2 separate regions of the Rattus norvegicus genome follow, and region 1 is linked to region 2. A link is a contact called in public Hi-C data. All regions are on one chromosome and are shown on one strand. The core of a region is the stretch at or near the end of the contact, and the rest is flanking DNA. Distances in the headings are between cores, read along the strand shown.

Evidence for each region. A called contact is a pair of places that touch in the nucleus more often than the background predicts.
Region 1: a Hi-C map of the A7r5 cell line shows a contact between it and region 2, with 5 times the contacts expected there. The contact joins the promoter of Igsf8 here to the promoter of Dcaf8 in region 2. A contact is called at or near these places in 10 of 12 Hi-C or Micro-C datasets (the A7r5 cell line, Schwann cells, frontal cortex and 5 more) and 1 of 1 datasets of contacts at active chromatin or transcription factors (oligodendrocytes).

The regions. Positions count from the first base shown.
Region 1 is chr13:87,301,057-87,305,463 of GRCr8, reverse strand. Igsf8 (immunoglobulin superfamily, member 8) reads right to left here and starts at 2,697. Exons shown (of 8, transcript NM_001014787.2): 1 at 2,625-2,697; 2 at 1,828-1,930. The coding sequence starts at 1,885.
Region 2 is chr13:87,140,342-87,144,663 of GRCr8, reverse strand. It overlaps Dcaf8 (DDB1 and CUL4 associated factor 8), which reads right to left and starts at 1,993. Exons shown (of 14, transcript NM_001014231.1): 1 at 1,853-1,993; 2 at 885-957. It also overlaps a transcript of Pex19 not described here.

The sequences.
Region 1 (4,407 bases), core at 1,448-3,947, 160 kb before region 2:
ACACTCTGACCAAGTCCCTGACCTCTCTGGAGGGCCTCTACACACCCCTGAAGAGGGACAAAACCAAGAAGGAGGCGAGGAGATGCTTCCAAGGAGAGTCCTGTAATTTCCAGGATTCCGGAGGGGAGGGGAGTCCACAGCTTGCCGGGAACCACCCAGGAGCCTGAGAGCCTGCTCTCCAGTTCTTGCTCCTTTTCTTCCTCTGGCTACGTCACTCAGAGAACACATGACCACCGCTTGAGGCACAGCTGGAGTCAGAAAGCCAACATGGGACCAATCCTTTCCCCTCCTGGGTCTCAGTTTCTCTTTTAGAAGTAAGAGCTTTCAGTTCTGACACTGAACCCGTGTGCGTGTGACTCAGGCACCCAATTTCATAATCAGGATGACGATGGTAAAGACAGCCAAGATGACACCGTCCTGGCTGCCCATGGGTAGACTCTGCTGAGAAGGTCCCCTCCCACCTTCCTGGTTCCACACATGCTGATGCTTGTCGATCCCCACGTGAAAGTTGTCTCCACAGCCTCAGGAAGTAGGTGGCCTCAAGGTTCTCTCTTGTCAGGTCACCTCCTTTCTAACAGTCAGAGGTCTGCTCTGAAGTCAGATCTGAGTTCAAATCCCCCCCCCCCACTGGAACTCTCTCTGGAACGTAATACTTCACGTCCCTCGCCTGTGAAGTGAATGCCAGTGCTGAATGCAGTGGCCTAAGATGCCATTCAGCTCCTCTTCCACCCCCGTGCAGCATTCACTCCTCCCAACCTCCCCTGGGCCCATCCCTGCTCCATGAAGCCCACTGGGGGAAAGCAATCGCTAGGCAACCAAGCCCCACAGATCCTTCATCTCCCTACATCACTCGGCCTCCTGTTTTGTTTCCAAAGGAGAGTTTTCAACTTGGTCCCAGAAGGACCAGCAGCAAGGAACCATTCTGTGTGGCACCGTGCAGTTCTGGCATAAACCAGGGAAGGCAGTCGGGGTGCCCCACAGGCTTCTGCCTTGACTATAACACTTTAGATTCCTCCCTATGTGCATATCACACACACACACACACACACACACACACACACACACACACACACACACACACAGCAGCCACGATACAAGGTTGGCCCAGAACACACACCACCATAAACACCCACCAGGACAGACACTGGGTGTTTAGAGATCCCAGGTTCAGTTTCCACGGAACCTGGTATCTCCTGAGGCGGGGATGTTGGGACCAACTGAGTCTGACAACCAGCCAAATATCGGAGAGAAATAGAAGGGCAAAGAGGGAACTGGCCCAGGGTGGAGACCTGTGAGGGAGGAAGCCTCAGATGGTGAGGTGTTATGTTAGGAGGTGGGGGTGTAGGGGAGACTTTCTTCAAAGATCATGGTCAGAATCAGACCCTGGGCCTCTAGCCAACACTGGGCAATTATGAAGACCGCCAGGCACTGCCCACGCAGAGCAAACACCCAAAGCCAGGCCTGGAGCAGAGAGTGGGGCAGAAGGTTGTCACGGTATTTGGGCGCAAGGACCCCAGGCGCTGGGTGTAACAGATGAGAGAAGAGGCGCCTGCCTCGGAGCTCTATGGTATCTCAGGGGATACCTTAGTAAGTCACCAATATGCTCAACTAGGAGCCTAAAGCGAGGGCACCATCACCCTCTCCATAACTGATTGGGCAGGCAGGCGCAAAAGGAAGCGAGATGCCGAGCCCAGAGACAGTGGAGACACGTCTGATGAAGCAGTAGGGGTGCAACCAGCTTCGAAATGCTAGGAAGGTGAGCTGGTTGGCTGCACGGTGTCAGGCACCTACCCGGCCGGACAGGGACGCGGCGACCACCCCGCTTACCAAGTATTAGCAGCAGCAGCAGCAGCGAACTCAGCGGCGTGGGGCTAGGGACGCCCATTCTGCGTAGGTGATTCTGGGGAGATTCCTGGGGGCGGTATGAGCTCTGGGGGGCCAGGACCGCGGGGGGCGCATGCCCGGGTGGGGTGGGGGGGGACAAAAAGCGGAGCAGTGAAGCGTGGGTGCGCAAAGCCCAGCCGAGCGGGAGCCGCCAACTCCCCGCCCTCCTTCCTTCTTCCCCTCCTCCCGCCGCTCTTCCCGCCCTCCGCAGCTCCGGAGACCAGTCCCGGCCGCGCCCCGCTGCCCGGCCCTGCCCCCGCCTCGCCCCGCCCCGGGCTGTCGCCTAGGCTAGACTTCGACCCTGATGGTGACTCCGCCTCTGGCCGCAGGCTGGGCGAACTGGCACCTGGGCTCCTCTACCCCCACCCACCCTAGCTCAGAGGGCACCCCGCCCTGCACCTGCCAGCCTCTCCGGGAGAATGGGATGCTTGCAGGGCCTCTGGGGATGGATGATGGAGTGACTGTGGTTACGCACTCAGAATTCAGTTGGATGATGTGGGCAACTGAGCCCTGGCAGCAAACCTAGCTGATTTATGTGGTCATGGCCTGACCCCAGATTTCCTGGACGTGAAGCGGACCCAAAGGGGCTTCAGGGTCCTGGAAGATCACTGGAAATCTGTTCTAATACCCGGTCAGAATGCAAAGCGAAAGGGAAGTGGGCTAGCCGTCCAGACTTCCTAGCGGGAAGATTCTTGTTCAGCTTAACCCCTTCAACCTCACTTTTCCCCCCCATCACTTACGGAACAGAGACTGTAAACACTCAAGTAGTTACGGCGACTATTAACTGAGATCCTGCACAGACGTTTGTTGCACACGGTAACTATGGGGGTGTTTTGTTTTTGCATTAAACTGCTTTCTACCAATTGGATTCTCCAATGAGAAGAGATGAACACACCTCTGCTGGGAGGGAGGAGCTAGCCTGGAGGTAGGAAAAAGGAAGAGAAGCCTCTACCCAATGCTGTGTCTCCAACTGTGAAAAAGGCGGAGATTAGGGTGGGGCCAGAATGGGGAGAAGGGACGGCTCAACGGGCAAAACCAAGGCTGGGGAAGTGGCCTAGAACATGCCTAGGTCTTTCACCTCCATACCCTACTTGTCCCCCTCATCCCTGTTCCTCACTTACAACTCCCTATTGAGAAAATTGAGACACAGACAAAAAATGTGATTCAGGCCAGCACTGACTTACTATTTTTAGGGAAGTATTCGTGGGCCTGCCAGTGGAAGCCACATTCAGCAACCACAGACAATCTATGAGGAAGTCAGAACTTCAACCCTGGTGACCCAAGACTGCACAGCAAGAGGCTAAGGGACCTGCTGCCTGTCATCTGGATATATCCCAGCCTGGTTTCTTCACACTTATTTCTCTAGAAGCCATGTTGAGTTATGTGAGAAGTACAAGCTACAGGGAGACTTCGGGAGAAAGCCTTCTCTGTTTAGCTGGAAGTTGAGTGGATTGAATGCCTTTCTAATACTGGTTTGAAAGTCAATCTATATCATCATCATCATCATCATCATCATCATCATCATAGCAGCCATTTATGGGATAATTACACAATAACACCACCTGTAGATATCCTTTCTAAACTTTACAGTTTATTTTACAAGACAAAGTCATTTAACACAAGAGAGACCTGAACTTTTAAAACAGTTACGTGTCTTGCCCAAGGCCACACAGACTTTAAGGTTACTTTAAAGCCCAGGACTGGTGTGCACACCTTTAACCCTAGCGCTCAGGAGGCAGGGGCAGGAAAGGGGCGGGGCAGGGACAGGGACAGAGGCAGATGGATCTCTATGACTTCCAGGCCAGCCAAGGCTATGTAGTGAGATCCTGTCTCAAAACAAACAAAAAGGCAAAACAAAGCAAATCCACAAAACCTCAGGCCTGACGGTTCTCATATTTTCTTGTACCCCATTGTTCACTCTGTTCAGGGCGAAAACGCATTCCTGTAGTGGATACTGAGTGGGTCAGGCCTTGTGCTGGATTTTAGTAGTGCCCTAGTCAGCAAGGCTTTCAAGGTCCCTACTCTCAGTGATATCCTGCGTTTGCTGAATGAACAAGTAACAGTCAGTACTCGGTATAAGCATTATGGGATGGAGTGGGAGGAGCACTCTTCCAGGAGCTTACCTTGTAGCTTGGGATAAAAGGACTCCCAGGCCAGTACACAGGGGCTGGGCTAGAATACTTACACACCCCTCCCAAAACTGTGCAGTCCCGCAGTGGCCAGCAGAGGGAGCGCAAAGTCCAGGACTGAGTCACTCCTAAGAAGCTTATGTAATTGGGAAGGTTGGGGGAGGGGAGTAAACGCCAGGCACGAGGCACACCGCACGCAGGCACATGGCCCCACTGAAACCAAGGGGCTTCACCCAGAAGGGTGTTGCGCACACACCCAGCAGGGCATTGCTCGAGCACACGCACTTGTAGCAAAGCAGAAGCCAGATCAATGTCAAAGACTGGAGGGCATCGCGGTACTCATGCATCCTCCCATAAGGAAACACAGTATGGTGTCCTGGGGTGGGGTGAACCA
Region 2 (4,322 bases), core at 744-3,243:
AGTTAAACTGTGAACGCTGTACCTTTATTCTTAGATCTTACATATATGCATCTGCATTAAAGTTTTCATTTTAGTTCATACTGAGCATTTTCTAGTTTGGGCACCATGTGGAACAAAACTTACCATAGTCACTCTCAAACTTTTCCCAGCACAAATCCTAGAGGAACTAAGGAGTGGCCAAACCTACCTGAGTTTCTCTACCAGTCCCAAAAATGACCTACCCTCTGCTACCAGTAATCTACAAGTCTTACAGAAACCACACTGACAACTGTGTGTTTGGACTCCCTCTTTGGCCCGTGCTGCTGAAATTTGCAAGCCAACTGATAATTTGCAAGCTAGCTACAAAAGGAGCTACTTAAAAAAAAAAAAAAAATCCCACTATGTTTTGAAAATTTGTGCCTCTGAGACTAACTGGACTTAAGGCATCAACTAAATGGAGGCTCACTCACTGCTCCTAACTTCTGGTCAGGAGTAGTTAATTACTCTCCAGATGGCAAGGATGATAACTTTTGGGTTTGGGAGAAGAGATCTGACTTGACAAAAGGCTAAACAGAATTCAGGGAAATCAATCCTCAATTTTTAACAGTCTAAGACATGACCCACACGAAGACAAACTACAATGCAAATAAAGGAAGGAATGAAAAAGAGGCAGAGTGCTCACTCTAGGCTTAAACCATTTGAAGACACACAGCCATAGTACAGGGCAGCAGGTCGAAACACAGCCAATTAAATTTTGTAAGTAATTTAACCAAAATTATAACAAAGCTGTGAACAATATCCAAACTTTTGGAAACGGGGGTAAAACTGTTGAGTTTAGTGGTCTGCACTTACACATCAAGAACAGGTCTTGAATTGAGGAATTAAATGCCTTCAAAGCCACTCACCTTGCTGTTTTTATCGCCGACCGAAGTCTGGCCCACGATCCTGAGAAAACTGGTCTGAAGGTTCGCTGAAGAACTGAGAAAAGTTAAAGTTTACATGGCAAAGGTGTCTCTTCCGAACGTACCCAAAATATTTATGACCACGCTTTACTATTTTTTTTGTCTCCTCAGAACTATTTAAAACCAAAATAACTTACCGAATTCAATTCTGACTACTGAACAAAACCCATGCCAGTAATGGAAACACAAAGGATTAACACAAGATTTAAACGCCAGGCAAATTATCTCCCAGCTCCACCAACACTAAAAAGTCACTTATGAGGAAAACCTGCATCTTTTCAACTCTAAACCAAACCACCCCTCTCGACAAACTACAGAGCAGTGGGGGAGGGGAGAATCCGGGGGAGAATGTGATAGCTCTAGTGCGGGTTTGTTTACAGACTACACCAACAATCATGAGTCAGAAATTCAAGCCACCAGATGCTTTCCAACTAATAAGGACCAAGCGGGACCGTTCTAAGGTGTCCTAAAAGATTTCGGGACAGGGGCAGGTACGCTAAGAGAACTAGATCACAAAGCACTCAAGAACAGGCTGCCAGTTTCTTGGACCTCGGCCTTCCGTACGAGGTGCTGGGCCTGAGAACTTGGGATGGGGGAAGGGGCACATTGCGCGGTGGCCCTGAAGTGACTAGGAGACACAGACAGAGCCGGGTCCCCAAATTATAAAGGAAGAAGAAATGAGAGTTTACGAATAGGTCACCGGACGAACAAGAAGTCCCTGTGAATCATGGGGGTGCCCTAGGGGGCAACCCAGACTGACCCGGGCAAAGGACAGGTAGTCCTCCCAGCACTGACGCGGGTGAAGGGGAATAAGACCTAAAGTCTGGGAGTTTTAGGAAAGGGATCGGGCCTGTCCTGCGGGAGAGCAGTCAGGGAGAGGGGAAACAGGCCGAGCCGGACTAAACACGGACCCGGTAGGTCAAGGGGAGGGCGTCCGGCTGGGGCAGTTACAAGCACGGGAGCTGGCGAGGCCCGGCAGCCCGCTTCCCATCTAGGGTCATCCTTCTGCCAGCGGATGCTCCAACTGTTCCAGGCCCAGCCGCCCCGTCCACTGCCGCCACCAACGCCGCCGCCATCTTACACTGGCCAGCGGCAGCCACCACCACCGTCTCGGGTCTCCGCGCCTGCGCCTGCGCCGTCACGCTTTCCGGCGGGGTTTGCGACGCTGTGCTGGAGGCGACTGAGCGAGAGCGGTCCCGCGAGCTCTGGGCTCCCAACCCTCCTGGTGGCCGCACAGGGGGCGGAGCCTAAGGCCAACCGAAGCAGCGAGGGGCGCGTGCGCGGGGCGGAGGAGTCAAGTTGTTTTCGTAGTTTCAGAGTGATGGCTTTTCTCCTGGTATTCAAAACACATGCGATTTAGGGGCTCCTTAGCGTTGTGATGGAAAACGAACCTCACTCATTCCAAAGGGACTGGCAGGCAAACTACTAGTCCTCTATGCCTGAGGTTCTAAATCTTGCCACAATTTTTTTCTTGTTTAAAAAAGAAACAAGGGGCTGGGTATTTAGCTCAGTGGTAGAGCGCTTACCTAGGAAGCGCAAGGCCCTGGGTTCGGTCCCCAGCTCCGAAAAAAAGAACCACAAAAAAAAAAAAAAAAAAAAAAAAAAGAAACAAAGCAAAACCCCTTTCCCCTTTGAGGCTCAAGACTGCACTTCCTTCAGTGGTTTAAGAGGCCTTCTGTCGAGGGTCACTTCTGCCTGACAGCACCCATTTGTCCATTTGTTTAAAAGAGCCTTAGTAGGTTTGGGGATGTTGGCCAAGTGTTGGAATGCTTCCTAAGGGTCTAAAAAGTTTGGAAAGTTTGACCCCAGACCTGGGGGTGAGAGTGAGACAGCATAGAAACTGGATTTATTTATTCATTTGAAACAGGGTCCTTCTACACAACTTTGGCTGTCCTGGAACGGTATAGATCTCATAAAGATCACCCACTTGCCTCTGCCTCCCAGGTGCTGGGATTAGGATTAAAGGCGCTCAACACCGAAGAGTTTAATTTTTAAAATTAGCATACAAACTAATAGATTACAAAGTAGCACTCAGGAGGCTGAGGCAGGATATACAGTAAGTTCTGGGCTAGAATACGTCCTTCCCCCACCTCCAAAACACACACACACACACACACACACACACACACACACACACACACACACACACACACCCCATACACACAAAACAAAATAGGTTTCCATGTGGCATTTTCATACATATATGTGTCAATACCTGGTTATTCCTGGTCCCCTCCCACTCATTTTCCCCTTCTTGTTGGTTACCTTCCTCCAATAATTACCATTAGCTTTTGTGATTAGGGTTTACTCCATTCTCTTTTCTTAGCTCCCCTTCCACTCTTTATATATCTCTTCCTTGCCTCTCAGTCTTCCTACTTCTTTGTTAAATATGAATAAGTATGTGTAATTAAGATATCTGTACACGTAAATTTAAACCCAGATTCTGCATATGGGAGAGGACATGTCATGCTTATCTTTCTGAGGGTAATTTATGTTGCTTATAATCTGCAAATACTATTTCACTCTTCATAGCTGAATGATTCCATTGTGTATACGTTCCATATTTTTTATTCATCTGCCGATATTCAGGTTTATTCATAATTTAGCTGTTGTGAAAATGCAGCTGAAATACGGATATCCCAAGAAACTTTGCAGGTTGGTGGCTTCAGGTGACTTTTGTACACAGCTTTGTGCTGACACCTAAAGGAAATCTATACAGGATTCTAGGATTCCAGATTACTCCTAGTTAGCAGGCTGGAGCACCTTATTTATTTGTAGCAGAAAAATCTAATAGAATCATTATATCCAGAGTAGACAGCAAAATAAAACAGTTTTTTTTTTTTCACTATCTAGGGTAGACATCAGAATGAAGAGATGTTTTCTGAGAGTAATTTAACCTTGAAGAAATCCTTGTAGAAATCCGGGGTGTTTTCTCTCATCCATGGGGTTATTTTTCTGAAGGAGCTTTACAGCCTTTGAGTGACTTCTGGGTCACAAGTTGGTCCTGGCACACCTGGAATGTCTTGCATTATCGAGCACTGCAAACAGTACACAGTAAGGACTAAGGTTGTAGGGTGTTTTTCTTCAAGAAACAGAGCTATTATAGGGTCTTTAGTATAAAGGAATTTGTCTTACCCCACCCCCAACAACATTTTCATAATAATAAACATGCTTTGGGGTACCTGTTCAATATTCAGTCCACAGAGGCTGGCTTTCCCTGCTGCCTACAAGGCCATATTTCCTCCTGCCATGTCTCTCTTTGGTGTGACTCAGAACACCAACAGTTGTTGAAGATGTCTTTTTAGATAAGGTCTCCTGCATCCCAGGCTGTATCCCATCTTTACCTCCAGAGTCAGACTACAGATCACTTCTGTAACTACT